Linked DNA regions of Triticum aestivum: region 1 is linked to region 2. The links are chromatin contacts, called in public Hi-C maps. All regions are on one chromosome and are shown on one strand. Each heading gives the region's core, a stretch centred on a gene start, on an enhancer-like site or on the middle of the called end of the contact. The rest is flanking DNA. Distances are from core to core; before and after follow the strand shown. Region 1 holds the start of LOC123092677 (splicing factor 3A subunit 2). Region 2 holds the start of LOC123092673 (probable BOI-related E3 ubiquitin-protein ligase 3).

The links. A called contact is a pair of places that touch in the nucleus more often than the background predicts.
Region 1: a Hi-C map of leaf shows a contact between it and region 2, with 4 times the contacts expected there. The contact joins the promoter of LOC123092677 here to the promoter of LOC123092673 in region 2. A contact is called at or near these places in 2 of 5 Hi-C or Micro-C datasets (both in leaf).

What each region holds. Positions count from the first base shown.
Region 1 is chr4B:454,182,952-454,189,295 of IWGSC CS RefSeq v2.1, forward strand. It overlaps LOC123092677 (splicing factor 3A subunit 2), which reads left to right and starts at 2,130. Exons shown (of 7, transcript XM_044514499.1): 1 at 2,130-2,408; 2 at 2,500-2,669; 3 at 3,765-3,841; 4 at 4,462-4,527; 5 at 4,632-4,706; 6 at 4,788-4,862; 7 at 4,954-5,462. The coding sequence starts at 2,257. The coding sequence ends at 5,301.
Region 2 is chr4B:453,864,941-453,871,307 of IWGSC CS RefSeq v2.1, forward strand. LOC123092673 (probable BOI-related E3 ubiquitin-protein ligase 3) reads right to left here and starts at 1,644. Exons shown (of 4, transcript XM_044514494.1): 1 at 1,463-1,644; 2 at 1,260-1,357; 3 at 865-1,157. The coding sequence starts at 1,557. LOC123092674 (selenoprotein K homolog) reads right to left here. Exons shown (of 4, transcript XM_044514495.1): 3 at 6,243-6,367; 4 at 5,820-6,155. The coding sequence ends at 6,121.

The DNA.
Region 1 (6,344 bases), core at 880-3,379, 320 kb after region 2:
GAGACATTTTATCATAAACTAGCAAAAAGAGCCCATGCGTTGTAACGGGAGAGAAATCATAACACACGCTCTTAACCCAACAACCATCACTCAAGAACACAATAGGCCCATCTCCTTTATTTTTGCGAGGCATCATATTTGTGTTGCCGCTTATCCTCCTTCTCACCCTCGCGGGTGATTGCCTCGGTGTTCACACAAAACAAAACAAAAATGTGTTTGAATATGGTTAAGGCGTCTCTCTCTCCCTCTTTCTCCTCCCTCTCCCTCCCTCTCTCTCTCTCCCGCTTTCTCTCACTCTCGCGATGAGAAATCTGTTGTTTTCCCCTACGACATTTTTCATAGGTATGCATGTGTAGTATCGATGTTTTCTTTTCCTTATATTATTATAGTGGGGTGTTTATTTGCAATCCGGATCACCGCCGGTATGAAAGGAAAACGGATCTTATGCTATAAATTCTAAGTTTGCTCCTAAAATAATATTTTAAAAATATTTAACAGGTAAATTAACATCATATTTATATTACACACATTTTTCTAATAAAATTTCATATATAATATGTTAAAATCGAAGTTACGGTTTAAAAGATACGGATAATTTAGAAAATCATTTGTTTGACTTAAATATATTTCAAAACAATATTTAAAAATACTTAACAGGTAAAAGTAATCTCATATTCATATTCTACATATTTTTCTAATCAAATTTCATATATAACATGTTCAAATCGGAGTTACGGTTTAAAAGATATGGATGATTTAAAAAAACATTATTTGACTTAAATATGAATCGCAGATGAATTACCTAAAACATCAGGGTGGTTTTCAAAAAATGTAAAATAAGGGTTCGGGTGCCACTTAAATCTGGATTGCGAGTTGATTTCAACAAAACATAGGAGCTTTTGTGTAAAATATGAAAAAAAAACGTTTCGTTTTAACTAAAACAGGACCGTTGGGTAAATTCACTGAAATGGAGGGATTTTTCTGAAAAATGTCATGACGGACGAAATAAACCTAATTTACTTTATTATTACTAGCAAAAGAGTCCGTGCGTTGCAACGGGATAGAAAAACACACACACTCTTAACCCAATAACCACGACTTGAGACCTTGATACGTAGACGCTCTTTATTTTAAAATGGCATCATATTTGTGTTCCCGGCGGTGGTCTAATGCTCACACAACGAAAACACATTTGAATGTGGTCAGTCCTAAGGCGTCTCTTTCTCTCTCTCTCTCTCTCTCACACACACACACAAACACACACACGCGCGCGTGTTCGCACGCACACAATCACTGAGAATAAGATGAGAAAAATGTTGTTTTTCCCTACGAGGTTTTTCAGAGTTGTGCATGCGTGGTTATCAATGTTTTTTTCCTCTCAATCTGATTTTAATGTGTGTTTATTTGCAATTTGGAATGCCGCCAGTGCAGAAAAAAACCGGACCGTGCACTATAGATTAAGTTTGCATTCAAATTAATAGTTTAGAAATATTTAACAGCTAAAAGTAACAACATATTTGGATTCTACACATTTTTCTAATCAAATTTCGTATATAATATGTTAAAATCGAAGTTACGATTTAAAAGATATGGATAATTTTGTTTTAGATAAACTACGGATTGTTTAACCGAAAGGTTAGGGGGTTTTCTGTTAAAACAGAAAAAAATGATTCGTATGACTTAAATATGTACGGCGGGTTGATTACCTAAAAGCTCAGGGGGATTTCTGAGAAAACTAAAAAAACGGTTCGGTATGACTTAATGATGGACTGCGGGTTGATTTCAATAAACCGCAGGAACTTTTTTGCAAATAAGGGTGACGGACAATGAAAACCCACCGTGCTTTATTATTATTAGGTAGAGAGGTAGAGATAGGTAGAGATAGAGAGGTAGAGATTAGGTGGTAAAGATTTTGAACATCGGGCGTCGCACATAAATTTCAGGTGCACCGGATATACGTCAAAAAAATATTATAATCGTGTTGTTTGGATTTGTTTCTTTTACAGACAGACAAAAGCCCAGGTAAAGCCCATCCAGGTAAGATGCCGTGTAATTTCAAAAAAAAAAAGATGCCGTGTCCCTAAAAAAAAGGTAAGATGCCGTGACATTTTGTGTGCGGCCGTGCGGGTCGTAAGTTGGGCTTGGGTCGGTTGAAGGACCTTCCAAAACCGACCAGAGCCGCAACAAACACTATCGAACAGAAGCCGGAGGTCTGGCGATTCGACCCTCGAGAGGCGGCCGAACCGAGCAGACGCCATGGACCGCGAGTGGGGCTCCAAGCCCGGCAGCGGCGGCGCCGCCACCGCCCAGAATGAGGCCATTGACCGGCGGGAGCGCCTGCGCCGCCTCGCGCTCGAGACCATCGACCTCGCCAAGGACCCGTACTTCATGCGAAACCATCTCGGCAGGTAATCCCCCCGCCGCAAAACCCTAGATTCTTCGTCTTCTCGATTCGCATAGCTCTGCCTGCTGATTCCGCTCGTTTTTTCGTGTGTCAAGCTATGAGTGCAAGCTCTGCCTGACGCTCCACAACAACGAGGGGAACTACCTCGCGCACACGCAGGGGAAGCGGCACCAGACCAACCTCGCCAAGCGTGCCGCCCGCGAGGCCAAGGACGCGCCCGCGCAGCCCCAGCCAAACAAGCGCAAGCTCGCGCCCCGCAAGTCTGGTGCGTAAAGAATTACCTCCCTGTGTTTTTAATTTACCCGAGTAGTTTACTGGTAGAATTAAGGTTCTCCTAAGCTGACATGACTTCGCATTGTTCAACTATGTAGGGCCTGCTATTTTAGTTCTGCAGATGCCTGGTCTATGTTTTTTCTTTATCGATTTCAGTAATGTCATTGCGCTAGGTTTGTTCAGAGTACTTGGTGTGAGCCATACCGAGTTGCATATAACCTTGGATCTCTTTACTTCTGTAATGAACGAATTTGACGTTTTGAGCGAGGCAATGATATATCAGATCTCTTTGAAGATCTTGGTGGTATTTCAAGTTTCATCTCGATGTGAGTTTATAACGTTTATTTGGGTATTCAGTGTTGCAAGCACAATGGTTGAGGACTGTTGCAGGATGGATGTGTCAAATTTGCCCTGTCAACTAACAATCTTGTACCTTGCTTTGTGCTCTGATAATTTTAGGTATGAGAGTGGGACGGCCTAATTAGAGTGTTTTGTTGGATAACAGAATGTGAACATTAACTTCACAGTAGTAATCTTCATTTTTATCCACGGTTTAGGCGTGTCTTTAACTATTGATACATCAATAAGGCAGCAATGAAAAGTAAATACCCTGTTCCGATAATAAATATCCCTTGATTAGTTAAAGGGAGCCAAGTCTATAAAGTTGATCTTGGGTTGCTTTGTTGTCTTCAAATCTAGATAAAGATTACACACCTAAAACAGCCTTGAAAAGCCACTGTGGGCTTAAATATTAGTGATATGCTGTTTGGTGTTGCTTAACTAATGGTCATGTGCCATAAGCATTCATGCTCGGAACTCTGGATGCTTCTGATAACTTTCTGTGGTACAGCAGTTTCCAAAAGAAGTTTTTCACAGCGGAGACAAATCTATTGGAAGCTAGGCTTAATTTTGTTCTACTGATTCCCGAAATGTTCAAACATCAAGGCGTTGTTTTTTATTAGCTATTTAGACCCTTGTATTCTGTTTCAATTTGGTAGTACAGCTATGCTATTTTGTTTTCCGCACCTAATTGTGTTATCTTGGCAACTATCCTCACAAGTTATAACTATGTTTCTTTGCTTTGCAGTTAAGATTGGCAGACCTGGATATACAGTAACTAAACAGTATGATCCTGACACGAAGCAACACTCATTTCTCTTTGAGGTTAGTATTTATCGTGCTTGTACATCTTGTTCTCAGAGTTGGTCAATAGAGGATTTGTACATGATCAAATAAGTTGGTTTACCATCTTCCTGTATCTAGAGACACTGTTTTGTCATTTTTCATTCCATGTCATTTGTCATGTCATGTAGGCATCTGAATTACAAATGGCAAGGATCTTATAGTGATACCAGTTAAGTTAGGTTCGTTTCCAACTTTTAGTTTATTCATATACTAGTATGTTTCTACAGTTTTACTTGCCTCCCGTTGGCAAACCAATTTTACAATGCTATCTACTCCCCTCCATTCCTAAATATAAGTCTTTTTAGAGATTCCAATGCGGACTACATACGGAGCAAAATGAGTGAATCATACATTCTAAAATATGTCCATATACATCTGCATGTAGTTCGTATCTCTAAAAAGAGTTATATTTAAGAACGGAGGGAGTAGAAGTTTATCTTTTGATAAAGCAGCCTTACTGAAGAGTTAACACATTCAGAATAGTGACAAATAGCGACATAATCAGCCAGTTTCTCTTATCGATTTCTCTTGTTATGAGCATTTAAATAACCATGTACACTGGGGTAGTGGAGTGACAAATTTTGGCATTCTGTTTTCAGATCGAGTATCCTGAAATCGAAGATAATAGCAAGCCAAGGCACCGTTTCATGGCATCATATGAACAGGTATTAATGGGCCCTGGGCTAATCTGTGAGCATCATCAGTCTGATATATGTTGCTTTACTGTTAATAATCTTCCATTTGCTAATGTACTACTATTGTTTTACAGAAAATCCAATCTTGGGATAAGAGGTACCAATATCTGCTTTTTGCAGCGGAGCCCTACGAGGTCATTGGCTTTAAGGTGTATCTCTTGCAAAGCTCTGCTGCATCAGACCCATTAGCCAATGTGTATGTGTGTACTTATACTGTTTCTTATTTGCAGATTCCAAGCACAGAGATTGACAAATCAACAGACAAGTTTTTCTCGTATTGGGATCCGGACAAGAAGTCGTACATTGTGAGTTTTTCTATGCAGGTTTTTGCCGTTTCATTTAGCTGCCTTTAAAAACAATATTGTTTCACAAACTTTCACATTTTTTTTACAACAGCTACAACTATACTTCAAGCCAAGACCACCGGAAATTAACAGACAACCAGCAGCTCCTGGTACTGTCCCAAATGGGACAGGAGGCCCTCCTGGTGCTCCACCAAGGCCACCATCCCAGCCACAGGCTCTGCCGCCACCTCCACCGAATGCACCTATGGGAATGCCCCCTAGGATCCCGCCACCACCAATGAGCGGTCTTCAACCTCCACCCCCTCCACCTCCGCTTGCAAATGGTCCTCCGCGTTCAATACCACCTCCACCTCCTTCTGGTGGTCCAATGGCTAACTTTACTCCTGGAGCACCTCCGCCACGCCCTCCGATGCAAGGCTACCCTGGACCTCAGCAGTAGGTGATCTTAGTGCGGGCAAGAGAGATCAGGCTACAAATTTTGAACACTTGCTTTATCCAAACCAGTATGTTTGACATATGCGCTACATTGTTGTCTGAAATTTTACTGTACTGTAAGCAGATTAAATTATTTAAGTGCGCTTTCAAGCAAAGCATTTTATCTGTTTGTGTTGTCATCTCTTTGTAACTTCGTTTTTGGACGTTATCCCTTCGGCAGACGATTCTGTAATTGTCATATTCCTGGGCAAGTAGAGTGCTCTTCGAAGTATACTATCGTGGTAAATGTGATTTATGAGCATCATGTTCCAATCTGTTCATGAAGCGGTTCATGTTCTTGCTAATCTGTTTAGTTCTGATTTAGTGCATTTGTTTGGTTGTAACCAAAAGCACAAAGTGAAGCCGACTTTTTTGCTAAAAGCTACAAGATCATGTTGAGCCACAAAAATACTCAGCAAAGCGCTAGGAACTGCGCACTTTGTAGTGGTTTGAGAATCGGTGATTTCGTGGCATCTAAAGTTAGGTTCAGATAGTCGAGATCATTCGAAGTTATACGGATGACATCTAAAACGGCAAAATCAGTCACGCTTTGCAGTGGTTTGAGAACCAGTGATTTCGTGGTAGGATGTACTGTATAAAGTTAGGTTCAGATAGTTGAGGTTAATACATTCTGGATAGCTTTGGACAGCTTTGTGAGCTCTGGACAGCTCTGGACAGCTTTGCACTGGATACTTCTACAGGCTACTCGCTTTCCGAGGGGTTTTGACAACTTTTCACACCTGGGTTTGGGATGTGGTGATCCCCCTCAAGCACAGAATCTTCCTATGGCTTGCTTTCTCCCTCAAGCACAGAATCTTCCTATGGCTTGCTTTCCGTGGCCGCCTAAACACTAAGGATAACATGGTAAAGAAAGGCTGGTCGGAGGCTGCCCAGTTTGCACATTGTGACACTTGCCCTGCTGTTGAGTCAATCGATCACTTACTACTACGCTGTGCGCCCGCCAGCGTTCTTTGGGGCAAAATGGAGCTGGACGTTCTGGCTTGCTCG
Region 2 (6,367 bases), core at 394-2,893:
CCAGCAGCAGATGCCACCTCACACGTGGAACTTAGTTAAAAAGGCGTGCCTAGTCGATAGCAAAACTCCTACCGCTTAATTGCGCTTAAGCATGCACTTTGGTCAGAAAAGTGCAAGGCGGTGGCAAAACAGCCAATTAAACCCTATCGTTTTTTTTAATTTGTGTGGAACCATGTATGCACGACTCCCATTGCCTCCTCCGACCTGTATTCAGGTCTGCTCCATCTGCTCAGTTCGGTAAAACTGCAAATTAAGACAAGGGCTTCTGTTTTGCTCGGAGTATTGGTATCTGTTAGGTTCCTGGGGACTGATCCCAAGCTGCGGACAGTGATCATTTACTCACCGTAGCTGAGTGTTCAGATCTCATCTGGGATTCCAATGTTGGACTAGGATTCAGATGGTCGAGTACATTGCTGCTAGTGTGGTGTAACGGAGCCAACCGAAAGGCAAATGGAAGAGGAGTTTGAGATTTTGGTGGTGTTTAATTGAACCACAAGATTTGGGTGGTACCAATGATATTTACCCAGTTTTATCTTCATTAATATTTCACCTTTCTTATGTTTAAGACTCACAAGATTTATTTAAACGGCATACCATGAACATTCACTCATGAGAGCTACCGGTAATCCAGAATTGCCACATGTCTTAGTAAGAAAATAAGAAACCTCCAACATTAGAAAAGTGAAGTGAAGAAACTATCTATATGTGCCCTTCACCTGCAGAGACTATATTGACCTGACAAAGTGAACGCTTCGCTAATTACCCCTACAAACCTTCGTCAGCTGATGAAAAGACCGCATGTAAAGCATAGAATGGATTGCACAACTCAAATCGCCGAAAGGAACAGGTTCGAGAGCGCGTGACCTGGGCCCTGATGAATCGGTCCATATCAGCATCTAGGCGCTGGACCTCACGGGAGATGTCGTCGTCCAGCATCGGCAGCAGGAGCAGCGGCGAATCGCCCGAGGAGTTCCCTGCGCCAGCGCCGCCGCCGCCATGGCGCCGGTCCTCCAGAGAGAGAGCCAGGCCCGTCGACACCGCCGAGCCCGTCTGCAGGAAATCGATAGACGACATCTGCGAGTTCTCCCCCAGCAGCTCCTGCTCCCTCGGCTGCCTCCACCCCATACCCGCCGCAGCCGTCAGCCCCGCCGCGTCCACTACTAGATAGAACACAGCAAAATCCAATCCCTCGAAAATCAGCGTCAATTCAATTGGATTTTCAAATGACGAAGGGGGAGATTCGCGGGGGAAAAGCTTACTCTGTGGCTGCCCGGCCTGGTCCGGGAAAGCGGGCGGCGCGTTGAAGAAGGCGAGAGGCGCCGGGATCTGTCCATCGACCGGCACCGGCAGCGCGTTCCTGCCGAAATTTCACGGGCATTAGGAAGGCGATTTTAGCGCGACTCCTCTTACCGCAGGAAAACAGACGGAGAAATGGCACGGAGCCGGAATTGAGATGGGGCACCTGAAGGAGAGAGGCGCCGGCTGCTGCTGCTGCTGCTGCGGTGGCGGCGCCGCGGGGTGGGGCTGCTGGAGGTGGTGGTGGGAGAAGAAGGCCATGGCGAGAGAGGAAGGTGCGCGAGAGGGGAAAGGGGGCAGGTCGCCTCGTCGGAAAGGGAGGAGAGAGAAGGCGGAATTGGGCTCTGTACTGAGTGCTGGCAAATAGTGTGATTTGGGTTTACTTCAAGTAGATGTGCGGTTGACATGTGGGGTCATGAACCTTGGAGCCCACATGTCAGTTGGATATTTCTGCGTTCCCCGTGCTTCATTAGATTTTGAGATGCATTTTGTTCTAAAGCCCTTCATATTGTTCCTAAATCTACTCTTCTCCCTCAATATACACACACACCCACACAAGTTATTGCCTTGCATTTCGTATTGTCAAAAAAATATTTTTGCCTTGCATTCATGAAGACGAGATTTACAGGATTCAATGAAAGTAAAATCAAAGAGAAAAACAAAGTGTGACGCAGATGCATTTTCGTACAAAAAGCCCAACATGCACAAAGAGAAATAATAAAGCATGGCGCAGAATTTTACCTTTTTTGATTCATGTGTTTTAGAGGAGGACGTGATAGAATATATATGAAACATGATTTTGCTTTCATTTGAAATGCTATAGTAGACCAAAGGTGTTTCATCGAATCACTTCATGGCTATTAGTGCAATACTCTACAGAAAAAAGAATTTTCTTTAACCACATGAATAGAGAAAATAGATTAAGGTGACATGGATCATACCAGAAACTAAAAAAGATACTTTAAAATATTGGATGTTTCACCTAATTTCCCAAAACCTCATTCTTTTGGATTTTAAACGGTGCGCTTTGGACGAGTGGCTCTGCTATTGGTTTTGCATTTTAGAATAGATAAATAGAAAACTAATAAAATCTCAAGAAAAAAAGTTCTAGGGTTTCTTGAGAGAGGTGACTTGCATCCCCTCAAGCCACTAGCATCGCCGCAGGTTCCCTTGGCCTTTGTTGTCCACTACGGTAGGGGAACCCGGATCCAAGTATCTCATAGAGTCTTCGAGGCTGGAGTTAGGCAATATCAACGATGGAACAATTATCCCTTCGCTTTTCCATGTTGATGTCCTTCCTTGGAGTGGCGTCGATGAGTCTGAGGATGGTGTCGAACATCGGGCACTCGGTTTGGTGTGATTAGCACTTGTTCACGGCAAGCGGCTCCGATGAAGCTCAACCAGATGCGGCTCTGTTGGGAAACTTGTGAGGTTGTGGTTGGAGTTGAGATTATCCTCTGGCCCTCCTTTTGCCGACTTCTCCAGAACGACGATCTACCCAATTCACGGTCGCTAGCGTCTTCTGGTCTACATCGCTGACTTCCTGCCCAGTGCTTCTACAAGCTTATGGGTTTGAACAAGGTTACTCCGGTGAGACAGGGGCCTAGAGACGACAATGATATTTTCTCACGGTACGTCATTGATGGATGCAGAAGGACATGGTGTTGATTTGGCAAGGACTTGCATGTAATTTATTACTATTGTAAGGAGGTTCTTGTGCGGGATAATATTTAACATATGGCCTTTTTGGAAGAAAGAAAAAGACTTGCTTGGCTCACTTTACCAAAAAAACATAGGTTGATCGATAGAGTCCTATCCTGAAGCATGATATACACATTAAGACGCTAAAAAGCATGTTACTATAAATTTTAAACTCGAAATATAAATGTGTAATGTTGATCCAAATTTTCATGCAGTGTTCTTATATACAATAAAGAAGAAAAACACGACATTGTGAGGAAAATGATGACGAGAGCTTCAGACTATTCATTCAAATTTTAGACATACAACATTCAACTGAAATCCCTTCCCTATTTACTCTAAAATTGACTCTTAGTGCAACATCGACATTAAACCACTTCAACAAATACCAATTTACTAAAAAGGAAAAAAGTATCTAATCGAAATCGAAAGAAATATCTTTAATATCTTTAGGATAAAACAAAAGGGTTCGCAAATAAAAGCGCTAGTGCCACAACTAGTACATAAATTGCTAAAGCTTCCATAAAAGCAAGACTAAGCAAAAAAACTAAAAGACACATTGTTGGATTATGCCGAGAATCAATGATGTTCACTAGATCTTGGCAATTGGGGCCTACGAACAATTGTGTCCTTTTGTTAAATAACTCACCCTTAGTGAAATGATGTTTCTTTGTGGAAAGACGCATCCTTTAGTGACAAAAATATCTATTAGTGGAAAGACAGTCTCTTGGTGAAATGATCTCTCTTGTAGAAACACATACTAGAAAAGAATGAAGAAAACGCAAATGTCTAATGGAGCTCGAGCTCCATGGAGCCCTTTATTTGAAAAGTTCAAAATTTAAAATTGTAAGTTTTCTAAAAATGCTGAAAAAAATACGCATATACATATGCATGTATACTACTTCTCTGCGAAGTTTCATGACAAAAGACCTTTTAATGTGAGCTGCACAAAAATGACAAAATCACGTATTTTTAGTACATGTACTATTCACTATGACATTACACGATTCTAGTTTTTTTTGTACAAGCCACATAAAATGTATTTTGCTATAAATTTTGAACAAATCTTGTATACATCTATAAGTACTTGTGTATTTGTTTTCAGATTCTTTTTTTGAAAATTAAAAGGCCGATTTTTGAATGTTTCGAAATTTTGGGCTCCATGGAGCCTGAGAGCAAAAGATCCACTCTCTGAAAAAAGCACAGTAATTATTAGATTAACACATTACCAAATCCAGTTTATAACTTCTCGACTGATGCGACCATTGAAATTGCCTTAACTATGTGAGAAAAATACTTTACCAAAATTTAACATTTTTAATTTGTTATGGACTTCAACAACATTTAAAATTTATATTTTTTTAGGGAAACGTTTAAACTTTGCAACTCTATATTTAAAAGTGGAAACGTTTAAACTTTGCAACTCTATATTTAAAAGTGCATTTTTTATATAAATATTGCACAATAAACTTAGTAGAACAGTCTACTAATTTCCCGTAGCAAAGCATTGTAGTGACTATTGATCCCACTAGTCCAAAGTGCAATAGTGACAAAATATCAAACCTGAAGTGAAACTAACTCATCAAAAATTAAAACGAGGCACAATCCATGCAATAATTCTTTCCTCTGATTGTTGAATCATTTGAAACTGAGATGTAGAAAAGAAATCATGAATACTCTACAGGGTCTCCACAAGAAATATTTCTATGGATTAGAACGTAAAGAAATTGTAACTAATTCAACCCATCGAGACTAAGTTTTTCTGTTTTGAATTCAAAAATAAACATTTCTAATGGTTCCGTAGCCATCTATTATATTTGTATATGTTTTGCAAAAGTCATGTTTCACAGGGGTTTTCTAGGTCAGGACAAGATAAAACCTTCGCTCTTAATTTCCCAGCTTTCAACTCGACTACTTGAAAGGGTTAATGGAAATACTATGCAAGGCAAAAGTTTTTTTCGGGCCTTCTTGTTGGTCTCACTGGCACACATTGACCCCCGTTATTTTGTGGGTTGCATCTAATATTTAGAGTTTGTTTAGGTTTGGTCCGCAGCAAAACAATGCTTTGCCCCCTATAAGATGTCCAGTGAAGTGATGCTCATCAACACAATAGACGTTAAATATTTGAGCATGAGCTGTTCAAATTGAACCATTCAAGTAATACGACATACCATCACTGTTTACAAAGATATACATCTAATTTTAGCATTCATTCAAAGTTTATTGACAAGGCGATTATTCTGAATGGCCTTGGTTGCGGCTAACACAAGGATATTAATTTACACGGCAAATTCTATAGTTTCTTTGCCATGTGCTCCTTTGTCGAAGTCCAAACTTATTGTTATGGGGTTAAACTTTCTCACTTGTAAATGAGACGGAGTAGGACAGTGGTTTGCTTGCTCACAGAACCTCCTAGAACGGTTTCATTTTCAGGGCTCCTTGATTCACAAGGTTGCGCAGGAATAGGTAGGAAACGTACAAGAATAGGATGTACTGTCCACTGAAATCCTACATTGGGTAGGAAAATAGAGGATTTTTTCCAAGAAGTCCAACCTCATGCTTGTTTTCCCGTGAAAATGAACTAAGAAGTTCCTATAAGATTGGTTCCTGAGGAATGCAATCCTACGAATCAAACAACATGTAAAGGGAAAATTTCAGAGGGTGTCAATCCTGTAAAATTCCTATGCGAACCCTGTAAATCAAAGGAGGCCTCAGTTTTTCACAAGAGCGCCTGCTCTTGTTTTCAGTTGGAGGTTACAGGACTACCAGATAACCTAGGTAAATTTCACGTTGTTCCAACTATTTCCTGGCTGAATTCAACATACAGCAAACAATTCGCCAATTCCAATCTCCACGGAATTACAAAGTAGACAAACGGTATACATAGTAAATTCACATTGCACAACAGGAAGCCAGTATTAAGGATAAGATTTTGACTCCATCCAGGACAATTCAGCATGGCAAAGCGATGATGAATACAGTATGCAAATCACATCAGAAACAAGCTACAGAATATATACTGGACATGCTAGACTCTTCACGGCATCACAATGATTTTGCTCTGCTGAAATGAAATACGGAAGTTTTTCTGTCATTATAATATGTTGTTCTTTTGTTAAGATGTCATCCGCAGCAGGATCCACAAGCAGGGAGGGAACCTGAAATTAGAGAATTTGGCTTAGAAATCTCAAATCCACCATTCTGAACAAACAACAAAATCTGGAATTTTAGAAGATAGGTCTTACTCTGATCGTTTGATCGGAGGTCAGATAGTGTGCGAGGACCGCGAGGGCCACCTCCACCGCCGCCCCCACCACCATATGGACCCCCACCAGGACCTCCCCCACCAGGTCCACCATCCCACTTCTTA